4 separate regions of the Sus scrofa genome follow, and regions 2, 3 and 4 are each linked to region 1. A link is a contact called in public HiChIP or PLAC-seq and promoter capture Hi-C data. All regions are on one chromosome and are shown on one strand. Each heading gives the region's core, a stretch centred on a gene start, on an enhancer-like site or on the middle of the called end of the contact. The rest is flanking DNA. Distances are from core to core; before and after follow the strand shown.

Evidence for each region. Promoter capture Hi-C pulls out the DNA fragments that hold promoters and counts their contacts. HiChIP or PLAC-seq counts read pairs in DNA pulled down with a chosen protein or histone mark.
Region 2: a promoter capture Hi-C map of liver shows a contact between it and region 1, with 7 times the contacts expected there. The contact joins the promoter of RNF7 here to the promoter of XRN1 in region 1. A contact is called at or near these places in 2 of 5 promoter capture datasets (fetal liver and liver), 5 of 47 Hi-C or Micro-C datasets (alveolar macrophages, brain, liver and 2 more) and 2 of 2 datasets of contacts at active chromatin or transcription factors (alveolar macrophages and skeletal muscle).
Region 3: a contact with region 1 is called in a promoter capture Hi-C map of liver, with 8 times the contacts expected there. The contact joins the promoter of U2SURP here to the promoter of XRN1 in region 1. A contact is called at or near these places in 2 of 5 promoter capture datasets (fetal liver and liver), 1 of 47 Hi-C or Micro-C datasets (heart right ventricle) and 1 of 2 datasets of contacts at active chromatin or transcription factors (alveolar macrophages).
Region 4: an H3K27ac HiChIP or PLAC-seq map of alveolar macrophages shows a contact between it and region 1. The contact joins the promoter of CHST2 here to the promoter of XRN1 in region 1. A contact is called at or near these places in 1 of 5 promoter capture datasets (fetal skeletal muscle) and 1 of 2 datasets of contacts at active chromatin or transcription factors (alveolar macrophages).

What each region holds. Positions count from the first base shown.
Region 1 is chr13:83,172,421-83,176,643 of Sscrofa11.1, forward strand. XRN1 (5'-3' exoribonuclease 1) reads right to left here and starts at 2,077. Exons shown (of 44, transcript XM_005669915.3): 1 at 1,908-2,077. The coding sequence starts at 1,982. ATR (serine/threonine-protein kinase ATR) reads right to left here. Exons shown (of 47, transcript XM_021069571.1): 47 at 3,095-3,636. The coding sequence ends at 3,463.
Region 2 is chr13:82,546,955-82,551,854 of Sscrofa11.1, forward strand. RNF7 (ring finger protein 7) reads left to right here and starts at 1,521. Exons shown (of 3, transcript NM_001245011.1): 1 at 1,521-1,840. The coding sequence starts at 1,666. LOC102160777 (a long non-coding RNA gene) reads right to left here and starts at 1,486. Exons shown (of 3, transcript XR_001300354.2): 1 at 1,287-1,486.
Region 3 is chr13:83,702,759-83,707,150 of Sscrofa11.1, forward strand. It overlaps U2SURP (U2 snRNP-associated SURP motif-containing protein), which reads left to right and starts at 1,743. Exons shown (of 28, transcript XM_013982108.2): 1 at 1,743-1,897. The coding sequence starts at 1,853.
Region 4 is chr13:83,816,595-83,821,516 of Sscrofa11.1, forward strand. CHST2 (carbohydrate sulfotransferase 2) reads left to right here and starts at 2,058. Exons shown (of 2, transcript XM_003358597.4): 1 at 2,058-3,066; 2 at 3,173-4,922. The coding sequence starts at 3,355.

The sequences.
Region 1 (4,223 bases), core at 827-3,326:
ATCCAAGCTGTAGCCGCCGCCGGCCTACGCCACAGCCACAGCAACGCCGGATCAGAGCCATGTCTGCAACCTACACCACAGCTCATGGCAATGCCAGATCCTTAACCCACTGAGCAAAGCCAGGGATTGAACCTGCAACCTCATGGTTCCCAGTCGGATTTGTTAACCACTGAGCCACAATGGAAACTCCCCAGCTCCTCTGTTTTTAAATAAGGAGTCAAAGAAACAAAAAACTATGCTGTGTTACCACTGCCACCATCTTCCCAGAACCCCCTCCTCCATCCAACCCTCCCCCCAAGGACTAGCTTTTGAACCACTGTAACTTACTTAGGCATTACCATCTTTTAAGCATTGCTTGAGAGAGTAGCTGATACCTCTTTATATTTGCTTTTTTTCTATCACTATTAATGACAAAAATCAAACATTTTGGAAAGGCATCCCTTTAATGAACCAAGTTTTAAACCTATTGTTAATGTTCACATCACAAAATTAACTTATTTTTGTCAGTAACAAAATGCTTCAAGACAGAGAAAATCCAAGATCCTTACACCAAACCAAATTCTGTGCCAAAGAGTACAGAGTAAAAATATTACTGAGATTATGTACTATCAAGTCAGTCTTAATAGCAAACACACTTTTTAAGCTTAGAGATAAAGTGATACGCATGGCACGTACTCAAATATTTGTTGAGTGAAAGATCTAGGGAAAAAACCCAATTCAGGTGTCACCACTTTTATCCTCTTTTTTGGAAAGAAATGTTTCCCTAAATTTAACTCAGCTCATGTTTTGAGTAAATTAAAGACAAACTACCATTCTTGAACTTTTGGTAAGCTTTTCCTCATATACCAAGTCAATCAGAATCCAACAACAAAGAATCCTTTCTGGAAGTTAAACCACCTTCATGCTTATAGTACTTTTTAAAAAGAATAAACAAAAAATAATAAAAATAAAAAGAATAAACAATAATTTAGCAGAGTTCACTGGATTATTTCCCCCCATATTAATACAATGCTATCATCACAACTAACTCAATTAGCTATACAAATTTCAAAGCTGGTTATTTTCCTTTAAAATAAAAAATGGATGAGAGGTATCCAAACTTAAACTCCCAAACACTAGTTCCAAAGTCTACTTTACCTAATAGATGTCTGCTTGCCATTTATTTCTGCAGCCCCAATATATAAACTACATTTTTGAAGTCGGCACATAAACAATGCCCTGGGGTCACTATACACTGGATATTAGTATTACTAGTAGGAATGCTCTAACAATGTTTCTTTCTCTCTCCCCTCGTCTCCCCCCGCCCCCCGCGCCATGAAGCTTTCAAATAACTGCCCCCGCCCCGTCCAAAGGTATTTTTTGGAACAGGGGAGCCGTATGGTCCTTGCGGTAATAGAAAAAGAACAACAAAAGGTATCATAAATATGGACCATCAGCCACGTAAAAAAGTCTAGGCGTTGGGGGTGGGGCGGGATGCAGGTCTTGAGTAAACAAGGTGATTCAACTGCGGAGGTGGTTATTATTGTTTGTACGTGGATCTGTTGCTTTGGGAGGGGATGGGGGAAGGTCCTAAGACATCCACTCCTGCTTCGAAACCTCCATAAAGAAAACGAAACCTGCAGCCCCCGGGGGAGAAAATCAAGGGGAATCGCGACAGGCCCTGCCCCGGCAGGAGCTGTCAGAACCGCCTCGATACCCGCGACTCTGCCCACAGGAAGGCGACCTGCGTCTTCGCCCCCACTCTGATCATCAGGGCGTCCTCAAACATTCTGTTCCCCTCCCTTCGCCACTCATCCAGCTGACGACGAGCAAGAGGAGGCTGGGGAGCCCGGGTCCCAGGGTGGAGGGAGGGCCGCGGCGCCCCACGTCCTCCGCCATCCCGAGCCACAGCCCTCTTGCTCACCCACCTGATGCTCTTTCACGACTTCGCTGAGGCAGGGATATCTCTCAGAGATCCATCGGTAAAACTTAGGGACTCCCATTTCGACCGTCAATACTAACTCCAGTCAGGGCCAAAGCGAAACCAAACGCCCCGCCGTGGCCTACGCCGCCGCCTCCGGGCCGTCGCTCCGCGGATGACAACACACCGCCCGCCCGACCATAGAGAGCGCCCGCCGTGGCTAGAGCGGCCGGATTCGGGCCGCATCCCGGGGCGGGGTCTATCTCGGCTCTAACCCGCCGTCGCCCCGCTAGCGTAGTTACCTCTAAGCAAGCGGAAGCGGTTTTGAGCGTTTGTGTTAAATTTAGTTCTGAAAACGTCAGTTGATCGCTCTCTAAGTGGATTTGAAGGGTGTGAAAACCTCCGGAGACGGCTTAACACTGTCTTGTGCTGGCTGCTTCGGGCTCCTGCGATTACCATTCTCACTACTTTTCAACACACATTTGGAAAGGTCTGGTGATTTATTTGGTTTACTTTTTTCTGTGAGGGGAAATTGTTTTTTCTTCGCGCATTGTAAACCTACAGCAGAGTTTCTTTTAAAATTTTTCTAAGTTATTTGCCAAAAACAATTTAACTCTCTTCCACCCCCACCCAGCTTCCTACTTCACTCTTAATATTGGGCCTTTGATAGGAAAGTAATGTTTAGTTTTCACATTTATACTTCTTGGGTTACTATATTTTCCCCATCACACTTACAGCTCTAACAAAAGGCAGCATTCTATGTGAATTTAAGTGAAATTATCTTTGTTATAAAAAGCTCTCCATTTATTTGTATGTAATAACCTGCTTTGTAATTATTATGAATTATTTAAAATCTTCTGCAATAGTAGCCCCCAAATTTAATGACATTAAAAAGTTCTTAGATTTTAGAATCGCATGAAATTTTAAGTATTGCTATTTCTCAAAACCACTGAATTCTGCATTCCAGTACACTTTTGGCATGGCAGCATCTTCAAGATTACAGAATATTTATATAGTTTTGATATTCACGCAAATTGGCTAATGTGTTTTTTTTCCTCCACCACATTTTCAACTATACAAAAAAAAAAAACAGTTTTATTAAGTGAGCCTAAGGATGTGCTATTTATACCTCTCTAACTAGACAGTTACCAGAGAGCAAGGAACCTAGCTCTGTGCATAAATATACCATAGTGCTTTGTCTACAGTATTTATTGAATATAATTTTTTGCTGTTCAGATGAATCCTTATCCTAGTACTTAAAATCAGTGAAAGTTGTAAAATGAAATTAGGCTGGCTTGTTTCTTGCAAATACATCTTTTCAGAGCATAAGAACATATGATATTCCATTTCTCTGGTTGGTTATAATACACACTACATATTAAGAAAGCAGTTTATTTCTTAACATATATTATTTTAAATATTATTAACAATCAGGGAGAAATATCAGTTACTCTGAGAACATAAACATATGTTGTACTTTAGAAGTGAATAGATAGAACCACAAATTAATACCAAATACATTACATTTAGATTATTAACAGAGTCTTTGGAGTAATTCCATTTCACATATATGGGGTCCAACCAAGGTACATTTGGCATAGTAAGTTTTCATCAGTAGCTTCTTGTATAAGATAATGCACATGTCCTTCGATAGATAATGGCAACCCTGTCACTCTATTTCGGGTCTTGATTACACCTTGCAGTCGCTGCTCGATGTCAAGTACATGGGTCTTAGCCTAAAAAGAAATTGAAAATCATAAGGATTAGGACTTAATGATATATGGATGTTTATGAACTGGAATTACTGCCTTTCTGTGATTTAATAAATGTCAATGCTATTTTACTGATCATTACCCCTTTTGTAAGAGCAAATACAGACAAAAGAGAAGAAATGAAGCAAATACAATAACTTGAGATACTGATTTCTGAGGCTTACAATGTTAATCTAACATAAACTGTTTGGACATTTTTCAGGACTATGTGAAATAGCAGGGAATCTCTTACACATTAGAAATCTAGAAAAATAATAATATAAAAAAATCTACCCTGAAAAGTGTTTAGGGCTTAAACATTTGAGCAGGTTAGGAACCCAACATAATGTCTGTTAGGATGCCTGTTTGATCCTTGGTCATGCTCAGTGGGTTAATGACCCCGCATTGTCACAAGCTGTTGTGTAGGTTGCAGATATGGCTTTCGACCCCTAGCCTGGGAACTTCCACATACCACAGGTGCAGCCCCTGCCCCAAATAGTAATATTCTAGGGAGTTTCCATCATGGCTCAGTGGTTAATGAACCTGACTAGTATACATGAGGATGCAGGTTT
Region 2 (4,900 bases), core at 271-2,770, 630 kb before region 1:
GTGTGGTAGCTTAATGTGAGTAAAATGTGTGTCCTTTATGGTTCATCTGGGTTTGTTTACAGGCATTTTTGTCTGGCTCATAAACTTAGTGGGGTCAACTTTACATCTGCCACCACTACTACTGCTCTGTTCAACCTGACAGCCTTGCAGAGGTTTGCTTTCTCCACCCACTTCCGGGCCTCCGATGCCTCCCATCTTCCCCCAGTTCAAACGTCACCTCTTCCATCAGCATCTAGCCAAATGTGACCCAAATGTATCCACATTTATATTTTCACACATATATGCTTCCTTGCCTCCTCCGCCAGATTTCTGGAGCTTCTAGCCCCCATCCAGACATCAGGAGAGGAGGGGATGAGGCCCAGTAGGAAAAGGTGGGAGGCTCTGAATTCCAAACCCGACACAGCAGGTGTCCACCACTAGGTGGTAGTGGTGATCAGGCATCTTCGTGGGCTCTCCATACCACAGCTTTCTTATTTAAATAGAGATGTTATCTGCTTTGCTTGGGAAAACATAATAATATGACCCCGGGCTAGATGCAGAAGAACCCTGGATTCAAAACAGTTACCTTTAGGGAATAATGGTGTGTCTTTATCTTATTTTTCTGGACCTCAACATTCCTATCAATAAAAGGAGGATGTTGGACTAGATAGAGGTTCTCAGAGTGTGGTCCCCGGGGGTTCCTGGGATCCTTTCAGGGGAAACAAGGTCAAAAGTATTTGCATAACAATATTCACCGCTATTTCTCTTCACTTTCTCCTGTGAGTATACAGTGGAGTTTTATAAAAGCTACAAGATATGTGATATCCTTGTTCTAATGATTACTTGTAATGGGTTTATTGCTTTTCCTTGCGGGGGCGGGGGGTGGGGGCACACCTGTGGCATATGGAAGTTCCCAGGCTAGGGGCTGAATCGGATACAGCTACCAGCCTACACCACAGCTCACAACAACACCGATCCACTGAGCAAGGCCAGGGATTGAACCTGCATTCTCATGTATACTAGATACTAGTCGGGTTCCTCATCGCTTAACCACAACAGGAACTCCTATGGTTATTTTTTAAGTGAATACATTAAAATTTTTTTCGTATTTCTTAAAAAAAAAGTGTGTGTTTGTGTGTACACATATTTTACAAACCGAAAGTTCTTTAATGTTCCAGTGATTCTTAAGTGTAAAGGGGTGCCAAGACCAAAAAGTTTGAGAACGGCTGAACCAGATTTCTAAAAGATAGTCATTCATTCACTCAACAAATAACTACCCCTCCTGAGGCCAGGCATTTTTCACATACCCAGGAGAAGGTGGTGATCAAGTCACGTCCTCGCTCCGATGGCGTTTTCATTTAGGAAGGGAGTACATCAATATGACAACTTGTGAGAGCCAGAAGGGTCACGAAGGCATAAAGCAGAACACCTGCTTCCTGCACCGGCAACCCTCCTGAGCGCGGCGCCCATTCTTGGCCAAAGAGTCGGAGCGGGCCGGGCCCAGGGCGCGGGGGCGGTGACGTCACTGGGACGCGCCAGCCAGTCTCGGGCGGCCTCCGTCGTAGGCCCCACGGTGGCCCGCAGCCTGCGGGCGGCGCTGTGGCCCGGCGAGGGGCCCCAGGGAGCCGCCATAGTCGCCCGCCTTCCGCAACCTAACGTCTCCGCCGCCGGCTTCGCGCCGCCGCCATGGCAGACGTGGAAGACGGCGAGGAGCCCTGCGCCCTGTCCTCTCACTCCGGTAGCTCAGGAACCAAGTCGGGAGGCGACAAGATGTTCTCTCTGAAGAAGTGGAACGCGGTGGCCATGTGGAGCTGGGACGTGGAGTGCGATACGTGCGCCATCTGCAGGGTCCAGGTGATGGGTAAGCGCTGCACTCGAGACCCTGGCTGTGCTGCGGCCTCCGCGGGCCCAGCTCCGGCCCGTGGGACACACCGAGCCTCGGAGAGACTGTTCCTGGAGGTATAGGGGCGGGGTCGCCCTGCCTGGGAGCGAAAGACTGGGGCCACGCCCGTGCTGCTGCTAGTCGGAGGGCTGCGGCCGGCGACGGGGACTGGTAGTCTGGGGAACGAAACAGGTGGAAAGCAGGGCAGTTAAAAAGGTAATTTCAGGTAGTGATGGGTGTGGTCAAGACAATAAAAGTAGGTGAGTTGATGGGAGCTGCGAGGCACCACTTTGGTTTGTGGGCCCAACCTCGCCACCCTTTTCTAAAAGCAAACTGTAGAGGTCACGGTCAAGGCCCTGAGTCAGCGGGTCGTTTTAATGCTTCTTTTCACACACCAGAGTGATGCTCTGGAGTCATCTTCCACAGTAATGACTCTTAGTCTTGTTCCGGAGAGGCGCAGGAAAGAAGTGTCCCTAGCTGTTGCCTTTCGGGATTAGCTACTGTTCTGCTGGCTTTAAAACTTGGATGATTCAAGACTGGTCAGATGGCAGTAGCTTGTCTTGAAGAAGAATGTTAAGCCCTTTATTCAGAAACATAAATTTTAATCTCATTCCTGGCCCTACGCTATCAAAGGATGCCATTTCCTGGAGAAGACAGTGTCCTGATAGGCCTTTGTGGAGAATTTTCTTTTACAAATAAGTCACTTCTTTCTATAAATTTTTTTAAAAATATTGGACCAAGTGAAACCTTTCGGGACAGCTTCATCCTGTTATATTTTATATGGTTTCTGTTCTAAGATCTCAGAACACCTTGAAAAAGAGATGCTGTTTAAATGCATCCTTATTTTTTTTAATAGGGCATTTAAAATCACTGTGAGAGCATCTTAAATGAAACCGAGGTTTCTATAGTTTGAAAGCTTTTACATCTTAAACCGAAAAATCAGAGTTTTGGAGAAAATAACTCAAAAATTGCTCTCAAATCAACTATAAGGAGTTCCCTTCGTGGCGCAGCAGAAATGAATCCGACTAGGAACCAAATCAACTATAAAAGAAAAAATAAAATCTAAAAAAAAAAAAAAAATCACTCTCCCTTCTTGAGGAATGAAAATTCAGAACTGCCAGAATCAAGAGGTTTCTTCATTTACCCTCTCTGTAGTATGTTTTCTTGTTTTTTATTCATAAAATAAGGACTCATTTTAAAAGCAGATTTACAACAATGAGATATCATATATTTATTTTTTTACTTTTAAAAGAATTTTATTTCAGACATGATCCACGTGTTTTGCATATTAGGTTTTAAAAATACCTTGTTTATTGGCCTGCAATACAGCCCCCTTACCCTACTCCTTACTTAAAAACTGAAATCATAATTTCTGCTTTGAGTGGCATTTTTGACTTATCCAAACAATTTTTGTTCTTTTATGAGAAAAAACTTTGTTAAAAATTTTATCCCCTAAGTGATTAAAAAAAGAGGTTTTTCTGAAAGGTTATTTTCTTCTTCTCCCCAGGGAAAAATTTTAAATTTGTAAATAGAAATGCAGAGTTTTAAATAATGGTTGAAATTTGGCAGCAAATAAACCTTCCTGGTCAAAGTATGGGCTCTAAATGACTTAACAGGCACATTAACTTTCTAATTATAGCAAGTATTCCGCTACTGTGGATTAATGTTGCAGATTTACAACAGCTGTACTTTGGATTCAGGAAAGTATTCTGGACTAGACCTCTATATTTTGATTATAAGGTGTTAAAATCCACTTAGTGGTCAGGTGACGGCAGAAGGAAGTTTTATAGACTTGCCAATCCTTAGGGTAGCGTCATTCTTAAAGGTGTTACTGTTATTGTACTCCTTAGAAATGTGCTGTTTTAGATATTAGGAATATCACCAAAGGAAAAATGTTTTCTTTTATCTGAAACTTTAGGAATTTTTATACATTTAGGTCAGTTGTTTTTTTTTTAAATAATTAAATCAAAGCTATAAGCATAATTCAGAGATTTTTAGATTCTACAAAGAGCCTATCTAATCCCACTTCCTTAATATTTGGAATTCAGAATTCATCTCATACATCTAAATGATTTGTTATGACTTCTTTTTTAAAAAAATTTATTGTAGTTGATTAAAAGTGTTTCAGGTGTACAGCAAAGTGATTCAAATACACACACACACACACTTTTTTTTTCAGATTCTTTTCCATTGTAGGTTATTTCAAAATTTTTATGACTTCTTGATCTAAGATTTACCTGTCCACCCATTCTGATGTAGTTAACACTTCCTTGTTTCCACTCTTCCCCACCCCCACCCCCTTCATTCTGAAAGGAGCAAATGACACAGTGAGCAAGCACTGACAAGGAAAAGGGGAATAGGTTTGCTAGTACTGTAGAGGTATAAAGAGCGAGAGCTGGAGTTCCCGTTGTGGCTCAGTGGTTAACGAATCTGACTAGGAACCATGAGGTTCGATCCCTGGCCTTGCTCAATGGGTTAAGGATCCAGTGTTGCTATGAGCTGTGGTGTAGGTCACAGATGCGGCTCGGATCCCGAGTTGCTGTGGCTCTGGTGTAGGCCAGTGGCTGCAGCTCCGATTAGACCCCTAGCCTGGGAACCTCCGTATTACACGGGAGCAACCCTAGAAAAGGTAAAAAAGACCAAAAAAAAAAAAAAACCGAGAGCTGCATGTTAACTGGGACATTTGACATAACCTTTTGGAGCCTTGTTTTCCCAATTTGTAAAAAAGGCAATTGGGGTCATTAACTGTAATTCTCTGATTGCACAGAATCAGGGCCTTGTCTTCACCCTGATATCATGATCCTTATATGTAGTTGTTTGCCTCTCTACCTCCCCATTTGCTGGTGAGAGCAGGGATCCAGACTCGATCATTTTGGTGTCCTGAGGGCATAACTCTTTGCACAGAGGAAATACTCAGTAATTGTGGAATTGAAGAAGTCGTCAGGAGATGTTGGTTGTTTGTAATCCACACTGAAGAGGCCAGGGTGGTGTGGTTTTTTAAGGGAAGACCATGCAGAGTGGTGCAAACAAATGCCTGAG
Region 3 (4,392 bases), core at 493-2,992, 530 kb after region 1:
CCTTTGGTTTTAAACCTCCTCCATCTCCTTACCCCCATCCCTACCTCCAGAATTAATTACTTCTTGAAAAGTTCCCACAGCTGGTGATCCTTCCTTGAAGCATCAGTTGAATTCTCCAGTGTTAGTTTGCTTTTCCTCATTTCTTTCCCCCATTCCTGTTAGTCTTAAATCATATGAAGACACCGTGTTTTTGCCTCTGTAAGCCTTTCAATACTCCATGTAGGCTTTTATATACCAAGCGGGACTCAAAAATACTTTGAATAAATGACTTCAGGAGTTGGTCATGAACCCTTCTTCTTCCTCTAGTGCTCAATCTTTTAAAGCTTAAAATTGGACATCACAGCCCTACTTAATTCTGTTGAAGGCTACTCTTTGCCCTCAGAATAGAATTCTAACTCCCCAAGCACAGTGGTTACCTCAGGGCCCTGTGTGAGCTTGCTTCCATCCACCTCTCCAGCCCTACACCTGGTCTAATACAACGTGACTGCTTACTGTGACTGCACAGTTGGGCTATATTGATTCATGCCATCGGATTTTGTTTCAAGTACTTCCTTTGCCTGGAAAGCTCTTTCCATTTTCTTTGCCTGGTTTGGCTCAGGAATGACCTCCTCAAGCAAGCTTTCCTTCTTTGAATACAGATCCTATTAAAGAAGGAAAGAAAGAAAGAAAAAAGAAAGAAAAGAGCACTGAAGTATGGTTACTCTCCTCTATTTGTGATTAAAAATGAAAGCAATACCAAACTGTAAAATGTAACTCTTTTATCTTGTTTTTTTTTTTTTTTGTTTTAGGGCCACAGGTGTGGCATATGGACATTCCCAGGCTAGAGGCAGAATCTGAGCTACAGCTGCTGGTCTAAGCCACAGTCACAGCAATGCAAGATCTGAGCTGCATCTGCAATCTACACCACAGCTCACCACAAGGATGGATCCTTAACCCACTGAGTGAGGCCAGGGATGAAACCTGCTTCCTCATGGATCCCAGCCAGGTTAGTTACCCCTGAGCCACGATGGGAACTCCTATAAGTCTCTTAAATGACACACAACTGTATATATGTAACTGAATCCACTTTGCTGTACACCCAAAACACAACATTGTAAATCTACTCCGAAATAAAAAAAATTTTAAATAATAACTTATATGAATGCTAGATTTAGACTATCGTCTGCTTATGATTTTTCTCTCATGCATCCTTTCTCTCCACGCACCCATTTTGCAGACGCCTTAAACAGACTATCCAACAACCCCACTGCTGGAATCTCAGCTTGGGTCAAAAGCTGCCCTGCTCTGCTTCTCGGCACCACTGCATTTTAAAGTAACTTGAACAGACCGCAAGTTTGCCTTTCCCCCTAGGGGATGAGAGCCAGAGGTGGCGGGAACACCATCTTTGTCCATGGAGCACCATACCTCAGCCCACTCTCCTGTTGGCTCCAGGTTTACTTGAGTCGAAGTAAAAACTCCTCCCGGCTGACCCATGCATTTCTTCTTTAAGAAGGCTTTCCCTAACTCATCCAGCAAGTGCAACTAGTTCGCGCCTATCAAGGGCTGGCACTGAGAAAAGGGTGCATTCCAACCAGCCCTGAAAGCCTGGACAAGATTCCCTAAATTCTCCGGCGGAGAAAGCAACCCGCCAGGGAGACGCCCACAGATATTCAGCAGAGTGGGCAGGGCTGGAAAAAAAAAAAAAAAAAGAAGACCGACACCGGAAGTCACGTGGCCACTTCCCCTTGAATAGTCGGCAATCGACTATTCAGCCTTGCAGGCGCCTCTGGCGGGCTGTGTTGAGATCCAGTCTTTCGGCGTTCGACTCGCCCGTGCTGCTGCTGCCGCCGCCGAAGGAGGGGCAAAGCTCAAGATGGCGGACAAAACGCCAGGCGGCTCTCAGAAGGCCAGTTCAAAGGTAATTTCTTAAAGGACTTCGTGAGTCATTGAGTCTATCACTGTCGTCTGGAGACTACAGACACTTCTGGCCAGCGGGAGGAGATTGGGGTGGAAGTCCGCGTTCCGGTCGCGACGGTAGGCCGGGGCGCAGACGCACCGTGGTGCGCAGGTTGAGAGGCCTGGTATCTCCCCTCGGTCCCAGCCTGGATTCGGCTCGAGGCTGGCGGGCCCGGGGCAGGTGGCATGAGTAGTTCGCCCCGCGCTTACCACTGGGGTGAAGTCAGGGATTTACACTGAGGTCTGACGCCAGGAAAACGCGCCTCTGTATTTCAGCTTGTTGCGCTCTGAAGCTCCGGGACAGAGTCTAGGAGAGGCGGGAATCACTTCCCGGTACTTAAGGTCTACTTCTCTTTCCTCGGTTCTTTGGGGTTTGGATCTCGTACGCTTCTGGCCTCCTTCAATTTCCCTCACGTCCTGCAGGGAATAAATAATCTCTAGGGCTGCAGATTGTGAGGGGAGGCCCTATAGTGGAGGGACGCGGGGTGGGAAATGCAGAGGCGGGAGCAGTTCTCCTTTGCGGTGCTGCATCACCAAGGTTAATGCTACGCTCTACACGTGGTCTTACCTCCCTTAAGGGGAAGTATGAAATGAACGCTTCTTTGGAGGGCTCATTTTCGAGGACTCGGGGTCCTCATCACCTCCCGAAAGGAGAACTTTCATAAGTTGCTTTTGAGTGTACAGGGAATCGTGTGCAAGTATTGTGAAACCACTGAGCTGTGGGAGTAGTTTAGCTTTAGGTTGTGATTAGCATCTGGCACCAGTTGCCATCTTGGACGGGTCATTTAATCGTTTTTGCTTTGAGTTTCTTTTTCAAAACGATATTAAAAGTAGTAGATAGTGCCCAAAGTAGTTGTTAAGCTTTTCTATGCTGATGTAAGAAATTGTGTAATACACATCTTAAAGAGTGTGTATGAATTGCAAGTCGGTTACTAGGAAGTTAAGTTTACTGTAGACGGGGCTAGTTCTGTGTGTGCAGTTTGTTTTGGGAAATATAACCTATTATATACTTGCTTTCTCAGTTTCTAATCATAATCTTTATGCCATTTGGTGCATGACGTCTATAATTAGTTCGTAATTAGTAATGGATTTACCAGAAATCCTTTAGTTGTGTGGAGGCTATGATAGAAGGCCAGTATTGGCTGCTTTACGTTCTGCGTTTACTCCTTGTTTCTCCTCTCCCCACTTAATTTCCCCTTGATGAGGAGGGGAGTAGTTGGGTACATCACTCTGCCCACTTCCTCAGCAGACTCATCAGAAAAACAGCCCTGTTTACTGTTAGGGAACGATTACCAAAGTTAGCCACATCCATAAAATTCACCGGTAAGCGTCACTATTTTTGTTTCTTCTCAAAATAATACTTTAGTATCTCCTATTTGAGGCCTTGGATACATTGAAAACATTTTAAAGCATATGTTCAGCCTTCTCTAAGAGTATTTGTCAGGGTTGTATATGGCTTTTTTTTTTTTTTTTTTGGTAAGTGTAAATTGTTGAATCTGCCAGGAATCTTTTCAGTTTGTATTGCTTTAGATTATCGTCAATTGATGTGATTAAGAGGTTTCCTACGATGTCTGTAAAATATAGTAGGGCTCAAATGATATGGTTTTTTGCATTAATATGGAGGGTACACGAGGTAGTGGAGAGATTATGGATTTTGATAACAAAGTCGAGATTTGGATTCAAATTCTGACTTGGTACTTTATTTATGATGTCGCAAATTGCTTAAACTTTTGAGCCTCAACTTCCTTGTTGGTAATGTGGATATAATCTCTTTTTCTACAGGGTTGACGTAAAGGTTAAATGAGTGAATAACTCTTAGTTCCTTTGCTTTTCCCTTTTGTTCTTAGAGGAAATGAAAAGTATTTACTTTTCAAAATATCAGGATAAGTTCTAATGCTGAGATTTAGAATCTAGGTCATTAGTTAACATAATGACTATCCACATTGCTGCTTTTTATTTCTAACCCAAGTCCAGAATTTATTGGAGAGAGTTTAAGATCATTTTTGCTAATACTTTCAGTACTTGGAATTTCTAGCCTTTGCTCTCTAGTTTGATTTCCTTTCCTGTGGGGAGTTTAGATGAGTGAGGATTATTCTACTACAATACAGAGGGAGTGAACAGATTCTTCAGTTTTGTGCTTTCTTACTCTTTGTTAAATTGTAGTTATTAAATTCCTATTGATATGGTCAGAGATGCTTGTTAATCATACTTCTAGACACTGAGAAAAATGTTAAGCTTAAAAATGTACAAGGGAATGTAATGTACAGCATGGCGACAGTCTTTAATACTACTGTATTGCATGTTTGAAAGCTGCTGAGAGTAGATCTTAGTTCTCATCACAAGAAGAAAACTGTAAGGCAAATGGCTATTAACCAGGCTTATTGTGGTGATGTTTTTGTAGTGTATACAGATATTTAATCATCATGCTGTATACCTGAATCTAATACAGTGTTTTAT
Region 4 (4,922 bases), core at 808-3,307, 640 kb after region 1:
TGGGGGAGTCTGGCAAATGCATTTATTATTTTGCCAACTTTAGTAAAGTGTTACAAAATTGCAGACAAAATTGTTTCTATGCAAACAATTTTTGAGAAAAGGGTCCTTAAATCAAATAACTGCAATTCACATGCTTTCTGAGTAACCACAAAGCTAGGGACTAAATTTTAAATATTAGACATTATTTTTCAACCATGCTGAATACTAAGGTTGAGATTTTTCTTTCCTCCCAACTTCCTTTGCTTTTAAGGGCCGCACCAGCGGCATATGGAGGTTCCCAGGCTAGGGGTCTAATTGGAGCTACAGCTGCCAGCCTAAACCACAGCCACAGCAACCCCAGATCTGAGCGGCATCTGTGACCTACACCACAGCTCATGGCAATGACGATGGATCCTTAACCCACTGAAGGAGGCCAGGGATAGAACCCACAACGTCATGGTTCCTAGTCGGATACCTTTACTTTGCACCGCAAGGGGAACTCACTCATCAGTCTTTTAACTTGTCAATATCCCTTTAGTTTTTTGGGGAAAGGACAGAGGAAAGAAGGGACAGGGCTAGAGAAAGCTCAGAAAGTGATGTGGGTGGGTCCAGAAATGGAGAGATGGTAAATCATTAAATTATCACCTTAGTTTGTAAATAGGGATTAAAAACGTCTGTCTGTCCTGACGCTACTTGAGCAAGCTGCATATAAAATTCCACCTCTACTCTTCTCCTTCTATTTGCATAAAATCTGTCCTAGAACCATCTCACTCTTACATTCTATCAGAACCATGGCGGTGGGGATGTGTGTGGAAATCTGAATTTTACCTACAGCATTATGCATTTTTCTGGCGAACAAGGCCAAGTCAAGGTTTTGAAACATTTTCTACCCGGAAGACTCATATGAATTAAGTCACTTTCTAAGAGTCCTAGCACTCCGAAGATTCTGTTAAGACTCACTGAAGAGTAGTAACGGCGCAAACAATAACATTTTAAATTTAGAAGGACATTCTGGCTGAGAGAGGCTGGCCCATATAGTACAAAGATAAATCTGCAGTAACTTTGTCAACTTCTAAAAACTCTTTTGGGACAGGAGGCAACAAAAACGCCTTACCAAAGGCCGATGAGCTTCAGGACCGGTAGCGATTCGTAGCTCTTCAGCCAAGGGCTCAAGTAAGGTTTAATTACCTGGGTATCTAACTCCTCTCACCGTTCAATTACTACTGTAGACGCTTATAACTGTCTTCATTTCGGGGATGAATTTTAAGCTACGGCTTAGCCTCTTCTGATGAAGGGGGGATGAGAAGAGAGAGAGGGGCGAGGGGGGAGGGACGGAGAGAGAGCGAGAAAGGGAGAGGCAGGGAGAAGAGAGAGGAAGAGAAAGCTGTTCCTTATTAAAAAAAAAGGCGGGGGGGTAATACTTAAACCAACTAAACACGATCTACTAAATATGATCCGACAACGGCGTTTCCTTTAAGGTCAAATCGCTTGATCTCATTTCTAAAACCAAAAAGCAAGACATGTATTTTACGGTAAATTAGAACAGAGTCACCCCTGATGCCCCATCACCCCAGTTCGTTCCCGAGGACATCAGTCACAGCGAACGCATCATCACGAGATGAGATGGGGAGAGCGTCTGCTGGGGGCGTAATAAGACCGAACAGGCTCTCTCCATAGGTGGAGTAAAGCGAGAAGAAGCCCCGCCGGCACACTCCTCCGGAAAACTGAAGCATCTTCTTTAACCTCGGGGTCAGAAAGATTTATTACTTCCTCGGTGAGCGAGAAGCCTCAGGCTAGTTGGAACTGACGAGCGGGGAGTGGGAACCTGAGAGCGACGCTCGGCGTTACCAGAGCTCTCCGGGGCGCGGGTGCGTCCTCAGTTCCCGGAGGGGCCCAGCCGTGCCGACCCGGGGGAAGAGCGGCGTGGGAGGCCGCTGCGGGATTTGTCCAAACTTTATCACCAACTCTTTCCGAGAGCAAAAACGGACGATTGAGCCCGGCAGCGGCGAGCAGAATCCAAGTTTCTCAGAGGTCGGGGCGCCGGAGCGCTCTTAACCCCCGAGTCAGCGCCCTGGCGCTCAGCACACGGACTGCTACGGCCTCCACCGCGCGGATGGCGGCCGGAGCGACGCCGCTATAAATTGGTCCCCGCATCTCCAACCCCCAAGGCGTCGGCGGCGGGAGCCGGGCGCTGAGTCGGGGGCGGGCGCGGGACGCGCGGAGGAGGAGCGCAGCGCGGTGAAAGGGGAGGAGTCCCAAGGATAGACGGTGGCGCGCACCAACCCGGCGCCTGCTGGCAGGAGCCGTGCAGAGGCTGGCCCGAGCGCGTTGCAGCCGCTCGGCGTAGGGAGAGTCGGGTAGCAGCATCCTCCCAGGCGCCGCTTTCGCGCGGCGGTGGCAGCGGCTGCGGCTGGGGCTTTCTCAGTCCGGATTTCTCGTTGGCCCGAAGAGGCTGGTGCCGGGGGGCGGGGCGGGCAAGGGAGCTGCGGACCCCAGCTCTTTTGCTTAGAGCTGTGTGTAGGGGATTTCTGGGCCAGTCGGAGGCTGCGGAGCGGCGGGGGCGCCGGCAATGCCCGCTCGGGCATCCTCTGGGTGATGGAAGAAGCAGCTGCTGCCGCCGCCGCTGCAGGGTCGCACTGCGCCCCATCTACAGCCTTCCGAGAGATGGGAAGATTCGGGGCGCAGAGGCCGAGAGCGAGAGAGGCGGAGCCGCTTTGCCTGGAGCTGGGTCCGGTTTAAGCCCCCTCCCCCCAACTTCCCCCGGCCAGCTTCACCCCCCCGCCCCGAGCGAGGAAGGAAGCTACTGTCCCGAGAGGGCGGCGGCGACGCCGCTGGAGCCGGTCGCAGTGGGCTTAGCGGAGGGCAGAGCAGGGCTCCAGGCCCGTTGAAAGTTTCCCTTCCCCAGCCTCAGGGCGCCTGCTGCCAGGAAACTCTGCCCAGGGCTTGGGCTGCGGATTCCCGCGACCCCCTCGGAGGCAGGGGACCCCGAGCGGAAAACAGCGCTTGAGAAATCGAGGAACGAGTGACAGCAGGACAGACAGCCGGGCCGTGATCCCGGGCCGCTCCGGGGCGCGCCTGCGGCTCCAGGTGAGCTGGGGAGCCAGGCAGACCCGAGGGTGGGCGTTACTTAGGAGGAGGTGGAGGCTGGGGAGGAGGATTGGGGAGCATCGACTTACTCCGCTTCCCCTCGTAGGTCCTTCTCGGAGCCGCTGCCATGGGAGAACCAACCCTAGGCGCCGGGGACCAGCCGCCGCTGCTGCCGTGCCCACCTCGGAGCCGCGGCCCAAGTCCCCGCGTCCGAAGCCGGGCCGCTGCGTCCCCCTCCCGGGTTGCAGGGCCGCCTCCGCCGCGCTGCCGGCCTGGGCTGTGCCTGTGATGAGCCGCAGCCCGCCGCGAGCCCTTCCCGCGGGCGCGCCCCCCCGGTTGCTCCCGGCCGCGCCTGCCGCCGGGCCGCGCGCCCTGCTCCCACCGTGGCCCCGGCGCCCGGGTCGCCGCTGGCCCGCGTCCCCGCTCGGAATGAAGGTGTTCCGCAGGAAGGCACTGGTGCTGTGCGCGGGCTACGCGCTGCTACTGGTGCTCACCATGCTCAACCTCCTGGACTACAAGTGGCACAAGGAGCCGTTGCAGCAGTGCAACCCCGACGGGCCGCTGGGTGCTGCGGCGGCAGGAGGTGCTGGGGGCGGCTGGGGGCGCCCGGGGCCTCCTCCGGCAGTGCCGCCACACGCGCACACCCGCTTGGACCCCCGTACCCCTCATCGCCCTCCCGTTGCAGCCGTCGGGGCGGCTCCGGCAGCCGGGGCGGGGGCTCCGGGGGCCGCAGCCTCTTCGGGTAATGGTACTCGGAGCAGCACCGGGGGCGGCGGCGGGGACAAGAGACAGTTGGTGTACGTGTTCACCACGTGGCGCTCAGGCTCGTCCTTCTTCGGCGAGCTTTTCAACCAGAACCCCGAGGTATTCTTCCTTTATGAACCAGTGTGGCACGTGTGGCAAAAACTGTATCCAGGGGACGCCGTTTCCCTGCAAGGGGCGGCACGGGACATGCTGAGCGCTCTCTATCGCTGCGACCTCTCGGTCTTCCAGCTGTACAGTCCCGCTGGCAGCGGGGGGCGCAACCTCACCACTCTGGGCATTTTTGGAGCAGCCACCAACAAGGTAGTGTGCTCTTCGCCGCTTTGCCCCGCCTACCGCAAGGAGGTCGTGGGACTGGTGGACGATCGCGTGTGCAAGAAGTGCCCACCGCAGCGCCTGGCGCGCTTCGAAGAGGAGTGCCGAAAGTACCGCACGCTGGTCATCAAGGGCGTGCGCGTTTTTGATGTGGCCGTGTTGGCGCCACTGCTGCGCGACCCCACCCTGGACCTCAAGGTCATCCACCTGGTGCGTGATCCCCGGGCTGTTGCCAGTTCACGGATCCGTTCGCGCCATGGACTCATCCGTGAAAGCCTACAGGTGGTGCGCAGCCGGGACCCGCGAGCCCACCGCATGCCCTTCTTAGAAGCCGCTGGCCACAAGCTGGGCGCCAAGAAGGAGGGCATAGGAGGGCCAGCCGACTACCACGCCCTTGGCGCCATGGAGGTCATCTGCAACAGCATGGCCAAGACGCTGCAGACTGCCCTACAGCCTCCTGACTGGCTGCAAGGCCACTACCTGGTGGTGCGGTACGAGGACCTGGTGGGAGACCCCGTCAAGACCCTAAGGAGGGTGTACGACTTTGTGGGGTTGCTGGTGAGCCCTGAAATGGAGCAGTTTGCCCTCAACATGACCAGTGGCTCGGGCTCCTCCTCCAAGCCTTTCGTGGTGTCCGCACGCAACGCCACGCAGGCCGCCAACGCCTGGCGGACCGCCCTCACCTTTCAGCAGATCAAACAGGTGGAGGAGTTTTGCTACCAGCCCATGGCCGTGCTGGGCTACGAGCGGGTCAATAGCCCTGAGGAGGTCAAAGACCT